Linked DNA regions of Sus scrofa: region 1 is linked to region 2. Evidence: chromatin contacts called from public HiChIP or PLAC-seq data. All regions are on one chromosome and are shown on one strand. The core of a region is the stretch at or near the end of the contact, and the rest is flanking DNA. Distances in the headings are between cores, read along the strand shown. Region 1 holds the start of MIRLET7A-2 (microRNA let-7a-2). Region 2 overlaps PTPDC1 (protein tyrosine phosphatase domain-containing protein 1).

What was found. HiChIP or PLAC-seq counts read pairs in DNA pulled down with a chosen protein or histone mark.
Region 1: a contact with region 2 is called in an H3K27ac HiChIP or PLAC-seq map of alveolar macrophages. The contact joins two enhancer-like sites. A contact is called at or near these places in 2 of 47 Hi-C or Micro-C datasets (embryonic fibroblasts and epiblast stem cells) and 1 of 2 datasets of contacts at active chromatin or transcription factors (alveolar macrophages).

The regions. Positions count from the first base shown.
Region 1 is chr3:43,460,989-43,466,038 of Sscrofa11.1, forward strand. MIRLET7A-2 (microRNA let-7a-2) reads left to right here and starts at 4,679; the gene lies at 4,679-4,770. MIRLET7F-2 (microRNA let-7f-2) reads left to right here and starts at 5,046; the gene lies at 5,046-5,050. Within about 2 kb of position 1,878, at least 7 of the 83 cell types and tissues checked have an H3K27ac peak or open chromatin away from gene starts, as enhancers often do. A contact at or near this core is called in alveolar macrophages, where this site is marked.
Region 2 is chr3:43,360,099-43,365,702 of Sscrofa11.1, forward strand. The region is part of intron 2 of PTPDC1 (protein tyrosine phosphatase domain-containing protein 1); the gene reads left to right. Among named protein-coding and RNA genes, the nearest start is that of PTPDC1, 42 kb to the left of the region's middle. Within about 2 kb of position 1,718, at least 1 of the 83 cell types and tissues checked has an H3K27ac peak or open chromatin away from gene starts, as enhancers often do. A contact at or near this core is called in alveolar macrophages, where this site is marked.

The sequences.
Region 1 (5,050 bases), core at 628-3,127, 100 kb after region 2:
TAGGCCTGCAGCTCCAATTTGACCCCTAGTTTGGAAACTTCACGTGCTGCAGGTGCGTCCATAAAAAGAAAAAGGAAAAAGAATAAATAAATAAAAGTAAAAATTTTCTGAGGTGCTTTGTTTATAGAAGTATGTGAAATATTATAAAAGGTAGGAAATAAGACTGCTGGAAAAAGTTTTTCTCAGAAGTTCAGAGCTGTGTCACTGCAGTAACCAGTAGTGACAACACTGAATCCTCAGCCCACCTCACCACAAGAGAGTTCCTCAAACTCTAATAAGCCATAGAAAGTAGAGTATGCCTGGCTTTGGACTAGGTTTAGCGTATTTTAAGAACTAGAAGCTTGTTTGTTTAAAATACTGTCTTACTAGGGAGTTCCTTTTGTGACTCAGTGGTTAACAAATCAACTAGGAACCATGACGTTGCAGGTTCGATCCCTGGCCTCACTCAGTGGGTTAAGGATCTGGTGTTGCTGTGAGCTGTGGTGTAGGTCCCAGACAAGGCTTGGATCCCGTGTTGCTGTGGCTCTGGGGTAGCCTGGTAGCTACAGCTCCAATTAGACCCCTAGCCTGGGAAGCTCCGTGTGCGGCCCTAGAAAAGACAAAAAATAAAATAAAATACTATCTTACTAAAATTGACAATGCAAAAGTGGTATTTATGTATTTCAATTAGTATGTAGCTTTCAGAATGTATATTCATGTGTTTTTAGGACCATAACGCTTAACCTTCTTTTAGTTATAGACTTTGTAAATGTGGTAAAAGCTGTGGAGTCTTGTAGAAAAATTGTACATTCTGAAATTCATTGTGCTTATAGGTGAAGAACTCTGACTTTAAGGTGTTGACTATACACAAGTATTAAACATAAGATGTCATACACTGTCATTTACTAAGATATAAGTGGATTTTAAAATGAAACCTTACTTGATAGAAATACAGATAAACAAGCTTAAATCATAATTAATAAGTAGATATGCCTCTTCACAGCACATTTTAAGTTGACACAGCATGATTAAATTGAAGATAAGTATTTTTGACTGTCACAAGTATATCCAGGAATTTAAAGTTAGTTTCTCTCTCAGATTGATTTATTAGAACAAGGGTTACCATTTGTTGAGTACTTACTTCTAGGTCATTAAGGTGCTTTGCATGTGTTCCTAATCCTCAAAACGGTCTTCTGAGGGTGTGGATGTTAGTTCCCCAACTGATGAGAAATAAACCTCAAGAAGGTTATTTAATTTGCCCAAGAACACAGCTGCTAAGAAGCTGCTGTATCCGAAAGCCATTGCTCTAATCTTTCCTGCACTGCTATGTTGCGCAGGAACATTTTGTCCAAGTTGAATTGTGATGTTTAATTATTAGTATTTTTAATAGGGATGGGAAGAGTTCAAGCTACAGATTAAGGTAGTGCGTGAATAAGGATAGAAGATACATGGAAAGTTATGTTACTTTTAGTTAGAAAAGGAATTATCTGAAAGATCACATTCAGATAGTTTCAGCTAATAGTCTTGTCTAAGAATGTTTTAGTTAATATCTAATACTGATGATTGAAGCTACAAGTTACTGAGTATCCTCTGTGCACCTGGCATTGTGCTTTGTGACTTTCATATTTTCCTCCCCCCCATCATCTTTCCTTCCTTCCTTTTTCTTTCTCTGTAGTTATTTTTCTCTCCCTCCCTCCCTTCCTTCCTTTTCCGCCTCCACAGCATGGAGAAGTGTCCAGGCCAGGGATCAGACCCAAGCTACAGCAGTGACAATGCCGAGACCTTAAATACTGATTTTAATGAGTTAACATAACAGAGGCCCCAAGATTATTTCCGAGTCTCAGATTCTGAAGTGTGCTCTGACTTCAGAGGGGAAAATCTGAAGAACTGAAAGTAAACCTGCTCTGTGACCCAACTCCTTTCTCTTTCTTTAGTCAAACATTGTGTAGTTGTGACAGTGTACATGTTAGTTTTTCTTTAACTTTATTTCTTAATGAACATTTCTATGGATCCTTGTTATTTGTTATGTGGATTGTGTTCTGTGTTCTGAAAGCTTGCTTAACTAAACATTGCCTACTCTCAACTGTTAGATTTTAGTTTCCAAAATTTGCTCTCATCAGTATTAATCTGAAAAACTGTAGGTTGAAAACCATCAGTGGATCATAAAATCAATTTAATCTGTATAATAAAGTAGAAAAAGAATAGGGGTTAGTATTGATTTTTGAACAATAGTGAATAGTAGTATTTTACTGTATTAGTATTTTGTATTATGTATGTATAGACATGTATGAGTACTGTTTTGAATTATAAAACCTTTTTCTCATGTGGATCATAGACTTTTGGAAGCTATTGCTCTAATGAATAGTGATGCTACATAGTAGATAATTGTTCCCCCTGCCCCTCACCCATAAATAACAATTTTTGGGTTACATTTGTATGTATTTTCCCCCAATTGGAGGAGCATTTTAAAAGCTCCTGGTGTATAAATTGCTGGATTGCTGTCTACCAGTATGGGTACCTGTATACATTGCTGGATCAAGAAAAATAGTACAAAGTAAACATGCCTCATTTTCCAAGCTTGAAAAGTGAATACATTTTAAATTCTATTGTTTACTTCATTTTAAATTCCTACATTTGCTGAGGATTCAAACATGTTTTAAATGAGGAAAATCAGGCTGGGCTTGAGAATTGGGTTGGAGGTACCAGCTGGTTTTCCTCTTGGTTCTTATTTATTTATTTATTTATTTTAGGGCTGCACCCATGGCATATGGAGTTTCCCAGGCTAGGGGTCAAATTGGAGCTGTAGATGCAGGCCTAGGCCACAGCCACAGCAACACAAGATCTGAGCTGCGTCTGTGACCTACACCACAGCAACGCCTGATATGTAACCCACTGAGCAAGGCCAGGGATCGAACCCGCAACCTCATGGTTCCTAGTTGGATTCGTTAACCACTGAGCCATGAGGGGAACTCCCAGAAAAATCTTTTTAGGGACAGTTGTCTGCATGTTCATATCGTGAATTATCTGGCCTTGTAGAATTGAAATTGGCTGAGGTATGGTGAGTTTGAGTTTGGAGATCCAGTGCTGTCTCTCCTTGTAATTTGGAGCCAGTTATTAAACTTCCTGGCACCAGTTTACACCTATGTAAAATAGACACCATGAGATAAGGTGGCTCACTTGAAGGGCTTAATGGTGGGGTCTTATATATATTGAGGGTGTGGTAACTCTTTTCCTGTATTATGGATCATTTAGTCCATTGTATTGATGTTACAGAGGGGCTGGGTTCCAGAGTGTCAGTGAGTGAGCAGGGACAGGATTTGAACCTTGGTTATTTTGACTCCAAATGAGATATGTTGCTGTGAGCATTCATATTTAAGTTTTGTGTTTAATTCTGTTAGGAATATACCTGTAAGTGAAGTTGCGGGATCATTTGGTTAATTTTTTGATAAACTGCTAAACTTTTCCAAAGCACCTGACCATTTTACGTTCCCACCAGCAATGGTAATGTAATTTAATTTTTCCACATCCTTGGTCTCTTTTTGATTATGGCCATCCTCGTGGATCTGAAAGTGATACCCCATTATGATTTTGGTTTGATGACTAATAAATGATGTGAGGTTTTTTTATGTACTTATTGGCCCTTTTTTCTTATTAATCACATCTTTAGAGAAATGGCTATTTATCCTTCTTTAAAGGAGGTTATTGGTCTTAGGTTACGTTTATATGTGGTGCGAGGTGTAGGGGTCCAGATTCATTCTTTTGCATGTGGATATCCAGTTGTTCTGGCACTCTTTGTCGAAAAAAACTTTTGTTTCCCCATTGAATTGTGGTGGCACTCTTGTTGAAAATCAGTTGACCCAGTATATGGGGTTTATTTCTGGATGTTAAGTTCTGTTACATTGAACTATATGTCCTAAGAGTGGTTTTGTTTACAGGTTTTGGTTATTACTAAGTAACTACTTAGCAGCTTGCTTTCTTTGAAATTAAGTAATCTTTACAGTGGCTGCTTCTTAAGTATGAAGTCTGTAAATTGAAGACTGATATTTAATATGGTTTAGCTCAAGATTTTGATTATAAAACTAAACTGGTCATATTGCTTAGTTCAGAGAGTATTGTACCAAAGTGGTTACCATCTTTGATCTTCACAGCACTTTTCTAGTGAAGGAAGGATCCTTATCTTGCCTCAGATCCAGTAGATAATCATTGGTTTTCTTTTAATAAGATCACTTAGTGTTTGCTGACATGGAATACTTGAGTAGGTTAATTTAAAAATGAGGTTCTCATGTATGGATGTGTGTGTTTTGTCCTTTTAGTGCTGCATTCGCGTCATAGGGAGGTTCCCAGGCTAAGGGTCTAATCGGAGCTGTAGCTGCTGGGCCTACGCCAGAACCACAGCAATGCCAGACCTAAGCTGCGTCTGTGACCTACACCACAGCTCATGGCAGTGCCGGATCCTTAACCCACTGAGCGAGGCCAGGGATCGAACCCACAACCTCATGGTTCCTAGTCGGATGTATATTTTTTGATAGCTCTGTACATTATTGCATTTAATCATAGATTATGTTAAGTGAATGAAAGGAGTCTAATACTTTTTTCTTTCTCCTTTAATCACACAGGAGAACCAGGATTACCTAGGAGAAAGCTTTCCTGTGGTGCTCAGCTGTGGTCCCTTTTCAGCATTCACTGTGGACGTTCTCTTCACTGTGGGATGAGGTAGTAGGTTGTATAGTTTTAGGGTCACACCCACCACTGGGAGATAACTATACAATCTACTGTCTTTCCTAACGTGATAGAAAAATCTGCATCCAGACAGCATCATCCAAGCATCACTCAACATCAGTACAAGTTGTATGACATTTAAGATTAACTTTTGTAAAAATGCTGTGGTTCAGTATTTCCTTATGGTGTACAAGTTGCTGCTTATTTTAGAGACTAAAAACATTACCAGGTATACAGGTTGGGTGGGGATACTTTTACTGTGTGTCAGAGTAAGTGTATTTTATTTTGATTGGTAACTGATGATGCAACATAAAGAGATTGTGCTCTATTCCCGAAGAAGAGATTGCTCTAT
Region 2 (5,604 bases), core at 468-2,967:
TGTAGGAGTTGGATGAGTCTTTTTCCCTAGCCCTTCTTCTACTGGAATGTTACCGTCTAAGTTGGTGTTTCTCGCCTGGGGTTCTGTTGGCTTTTGAGGTGGGACAACTCCTCATGGTACAGGAGAGCTCTGAGCATTGAAGACATTTGGTAACCCTGCCCACCCCCCAGGTTACAGTGATTAATTACAGTGACAACCAAAGCATATCCATTTCCAAATGCCCCTAGGAAGGTTGTAACCTCTATTGTCACCCACTAGAGAAGCTGATTTTTACCTTTTCCAAGACACTTTTTTAAAAAAATAAAATATTCCTCAGTGTATAAATGTAGCTAATTTTGAACTAGGAAAAAAATCTAGAAAAATAAAAAGCTTACTTTATATCTTCTTAAAATGCATCTCATTTATGACGATGGTCAATTAAACTTCTAGTATTTTTTTCTTAATTTTGGCTAATGGATCATGGGAAATTTTAGGAGATATACAACTAAAGTACTTAAATTACTTTTAAAAGAGGAGTTCCCGTTGTGTCTCAGCAGTAAGCGAACCCGACTAGGATCCATGAGGATGCAGGTTTGATCCCTGGCCTTACTCAGTGGGTTAAGGATCTGGTGTTGAGGTGAGCTGTGGTGTAGGTTGCAGACATAGCTCAGATCCCAAGTTGCTGTAGCTGTGATGGAGGCCGGCAGCTGTAGCTCGGATTAGACCCCTGGCCTGGGAACTAACGTATGCCATGGGTGTGGCCATTAAAAAAAATTACTTTTAAAGGAAAATAGAAAACTCAGCAATAATTAGCTTTGGAAATAGACCTTAATTTAAATCATGATTCTACATTTTTTGGGGAAAAAAGAAAAGTCTTATTTTGGAAATTTTCAACATTCATGGAAGTATACAGAATCCACTAAAGATTCACATGTGATTATCACACCCCTGTACCCCATGGAAGTACTATCCCCTATATAAATCAGCTTTAACAGTCTCAGCTCACTCACTCCCTCTACTCCCTTCCTCTACTTCCAGATTATTTCATTTGTTAACCATATCATCATTGCATTAACTAAAAATAAATTTAACACTAATTGCTTAGGCATCTGAACATTGCTCAAATTTCTGATCGTCTCATACATATATGTATGTTTATTTGAATCAAGATCCAAAAAACCACATTGTTTAATATACTGTAATTGGTTGATGTGTGTCTAATATCTTTTAAATTTGGCTTTCCCTGTCTCTTGTTCCTTATAGTTTGTTGGAGAAACCACTTTTTTTTTTTTTTTTTTTTTTTTTTTTGGCCCTATAGAGTTTGCCACAATCTGTATTTTGCTGGTTATATCCTTGTGGTATTTCCTGTAAATAGAATTGATAGAGGGATGTAGAGTCTAATCAGATTTTTTTTTTATTGGCATAATATTACATGGATGGTGCTATATTCTTCTATCAGGATGCCCATGATGTCTTGTTGTCTCTTTTTTTGTGATATTAGTTCTTCTATTTTAAAATAATTCCAAACTTATACAGAAAACTACAAAAAAATTCCTGTGTATTTTTTACCCAGAGACCCCCATTCAGGTTTTATCAGCTGTCTCAATGATATCCTTTAATAGCAGAAGGATTCTTATCAATTTTTTTTTCAGTTTCTTTTGATGACTGTAGTCCTCTTTGACCTTTGTGAAGAGTACAGGCCAGTTCTTTTGCAGTATGTTCCTCAATTTAGGTTTGTCTGCTATTTCATCATAAGATTGAGGTTATGCATTTTTGACAGAAACATCACAAAAGTGAGTCTATGCTTTTCTTATAGTGTATCCTATCGAGTGACACAGATATCATTTTACTTTAAAACTGGAAATGTTAAGTTTGATTGCATCAGTAAAGCGGTATCTGCCAAGAATTACCTATTACAAATTGTTCTTTCTCTGTTCATAATTAATATTTCATGAGAGATGTTTTGAGACCATGTATATATCCTGGTCCTCATCCAGCTTTTACGCAGTAGTTTCAGCTTTTAATTATTACTATGATAGATAACTAAGTGGAGCATTTTTGTTTTGTTTTGTTTTTTGTTTTTTGGTCTTTTTTCCCTTTTCTAGGGCCGCTCCTGTGGCATATGGGGGTTCCCAGGCTAGGGGTCCAATCAGCAATGTGGGATCCCAGCCGTGTCTGTGACCTACACCACAGCTCACGGCAACGCCAGATCCTTAACCCACTGAGCAAGGCCAGGGATCGAACCCGCAACCTCATGGTTCCTAGTCGGATTCGTTAACCACTGAGCCACGAAGGGAACTCCTAAGTGGAGGTTTTTTAATTCCATCACTCCCTCTGCATTTCTTAGTTGGCACTTTACTATGAGGAAGAAATTTCCCTTTCCATTTATTTGTTCACTCATTTCTTTATTTCAGTTTAGGTTGCTATTTTGTTCAATGCAATACCGTCTTTTACTATCATTCATTTTGATGCTCAAATATGGTACTGTCATATTTGGCCGGTAAGAACCCTTTAGCTCTATCATTTTGACATTCCTTACTTTCTAGGACAGCAAGAGCTTCTAGTCTCATATTGTGCTTTCCCTGTCTCACCCCTGAAATCAGTCATTTTTTCCCAAGGGGCCCTGGTTTCTTTTAGCTGGGGCTGGGGTTAGTGGTGGGGGGTGGGGCGGTATTTAGAAACCAAGATGTATTTAACTACTGGATGTGCTAACTGCTGGAATGTTAGAGTTCCCAAGCTCCCTAGGAGAGAATGCTAGGAAATATGCATTAATATACATACACACACACATACACCTGTCCGTTTTTACATGCGTATTTATTTTTGTTTCTATCTGTACATGTTGAAAACCATGACTTCATTTGGTACTTCCTATTCTAATCCAACTCAATACCATTATTCTAGCTTTTTCAATTATGTTTATAATTCCCATCTCCAAGAATGAGAAGTCTGGCTCTATTTTTTTCTTTTTATAGCCACACCTGCGGCACATGGAGATTCCCAGGGTAGCGGTCAAATTGGAGCTACAGCTTATAGCAGTGCCAGATCCTCAACCCACTGAGTAGGGCCAGGGATCGAACCTACATCCTCAGAGAGATGCATCCACAGAGAAACCAGGGCTCCTTGGGAAAATGATTGATGTCTTGCTGTATTTCTGTTGTTGTTGTTGTTGTTTTTTTAATTTTGTTATAGTTGATTTACAGTGTTCTGTCAGTTTCTGCTGAACAGCAGAGTGACCCAGCCATACATATTTATACATTCTTTTTCTCATATTATCTTCCATCATGTTCTGTCACAAATGATTAGATATAGGTCCCTGCGCAGGAGTGTCCAGTTCTTAACATGATAGTCCACAATGGGAACTCCAGAAACCAGTGTCTTACTAGCCCCGATATGTTTGCTTATTTATTCAGCCCTCCTTTTCATAACCAGTCTACCAGCCCTGCCCAGCCATCAGCACCTTAGCTCTTTCTCCACATGAGGCCCACATCCTGCCAGGCTACGTGCCATGCACCCTCTTCTGTTGCCTTCTCTGTTGGCACTGACCTCTGCTAAATGACCCTCACTTAGGCCTGGCCTATGGTTTTTTCTTCTTGGTTATATATACATTTTATTTGAAATATGGTGATAATTGTACAGTCACCGGCTATTGTAAGAAATAGTACAAAAAGATCCCATTGACCCTTTACTTAGTTTCCGCCAGTGGTAACATCTTACAAAACTATAGTACAGTGTCATAGCCAGGATATTGACATTGTTATGGTCAAGACAGTTCCATCACTACAGGGATCCCTCTTGTTGCCCTTTGATAGCTAAACCTACTTGGCTTGGATTTCTTGGGTGTGTCCTATTTAAGCATAATATAGCTTCTTGAACATGTAAGTTTATGTCTTTCTTCAAAGTTGGGAAGTTTCCAACCATTATTTCTTCAAATATTTTTTTAGTCTCACTCTCTTCCTCCTTTGGGATTCAGTGATACGGACATGTTAGCTTCTTTGTGGTTGTGGTGTTTTTGATTGGTTTTGTTTTGGTTTTTTTGTTTTGTTTTGTTTTTTCTTTTTCTTTTTTTGGCTATCCTGTGACATAAGGAGTTCCCTGGTCAGGAATCAGATCCAAGCCACAGTTGTGACCTAAGCCACAGCTGCGGCAATGCTGGTTCCTTAATCCACTCTGCCAGGCAAGGGATCAAACTTGCCTGGCACAGTGCTACCAACATATCACTGATCCCATTGCACCACAGTGGGAATTCCTAGCTCCTTTGTTAAGTCCTGTAGGCCCCTGAGAATCTATTCATTTCTGTAAGTCTATTTTACTGTCGGTTTAGATTGTATAATTTCTGTTGATCTGTCCTCAAGGTCACTAATCATATTCTCTGTCATTATACTCTTGAGCCCAGCCAGAGAGTTTTTAAATGTTGGTTATATATTTTTCAGTTCTGTAGTTCCTATTTGTTTCTCTTTTTATAACCTCTATTTCTTCGCTGAGAATTTCTGTTTATTTATTTGCTTTCGTAATTGCTGAATTATTTTTAGGACAGCTTCTTTAAAATCCTGATTGGGTGACTTCAATGTAATGTTTATCTCCATTTCTCTGTTGATTGTCTCTTATTCAAGTTGTAATTTTCTTGGTTGTTGGTATGACAAATAATTTTCTTTAAGTGTGTTGTAGACCTTTAAAGTCCTATTTCTTCTTATAGGCATCTCCCTCTTGAAGTGTAACTCGAGAACCAGGTGGGTATGTACACCCTGCTTCCCATTCAGCCATATTGATACCACCCCAACAAAAGTGGAGCACTTACACTGTCTTCTTGCAGGTGACTGACGTGGAACTTCAGCACCCCCATCAACTCTGTTGACACCTTTGTGGGCCACTGCCCTTCTCTGTCATGTTCCCTTTGAACGGGGGGTTATAAAACTAGTTCCCTGGGGAAAAGATCAGCTGCCCACTAGGAAGAGGGCAATTAAGGGTGATTCATGCCACTTTGTTGCTGTAGGATGCAGTTGAAGCTCATTTCCCTTTTGGGCCATGTGGACATGTGGGAAGCATAGTGCCAGCTATCCCACCTCCCACCACTGCTTTCTTCCGCAGGGATACCTGGTGTTGTGGGAGGCTCAGCTCCCCAGTGGGCCCCACTGATACTGGGAACAGTGTAGGGGAAGACAGGAGTGCCAGCTAGCCTGCTTCAGCACATTTTTAAAAACACATTCATCAGTTGATGGGCATTTGTGTTGTTTCCACTTTTTGGCTATTATACAGCTTTGAACACTTGTGTACAAGTTTTTGTGTGGACACATGTTTTTATTTTTCCCGAGTCTATACCTTAAAGTAGACTTTCTGAGTTGGATGCTCTTTATTTTTTCATTTGAGGATCTGCCAGATTATTTTCCAAAGTGGTTGTGCCCTTTTATATTCCCATCAGCACTTTATGGGGCCTCTCAAGTCGTCCCATTCCCACAGCACTTGTTATTATCTGACTTAATGGTCCTAGTCCACCTAGTGAATATGAAGTGATATCTCATTGTGGTTTTGATTTGCATTTCACTGATGCTTAGTGAAGTTGAGAATCTCATGTGCTTATTGGCCATTTCTATTTCTTTTTGGAAAAATGCCCATTCACACACCATA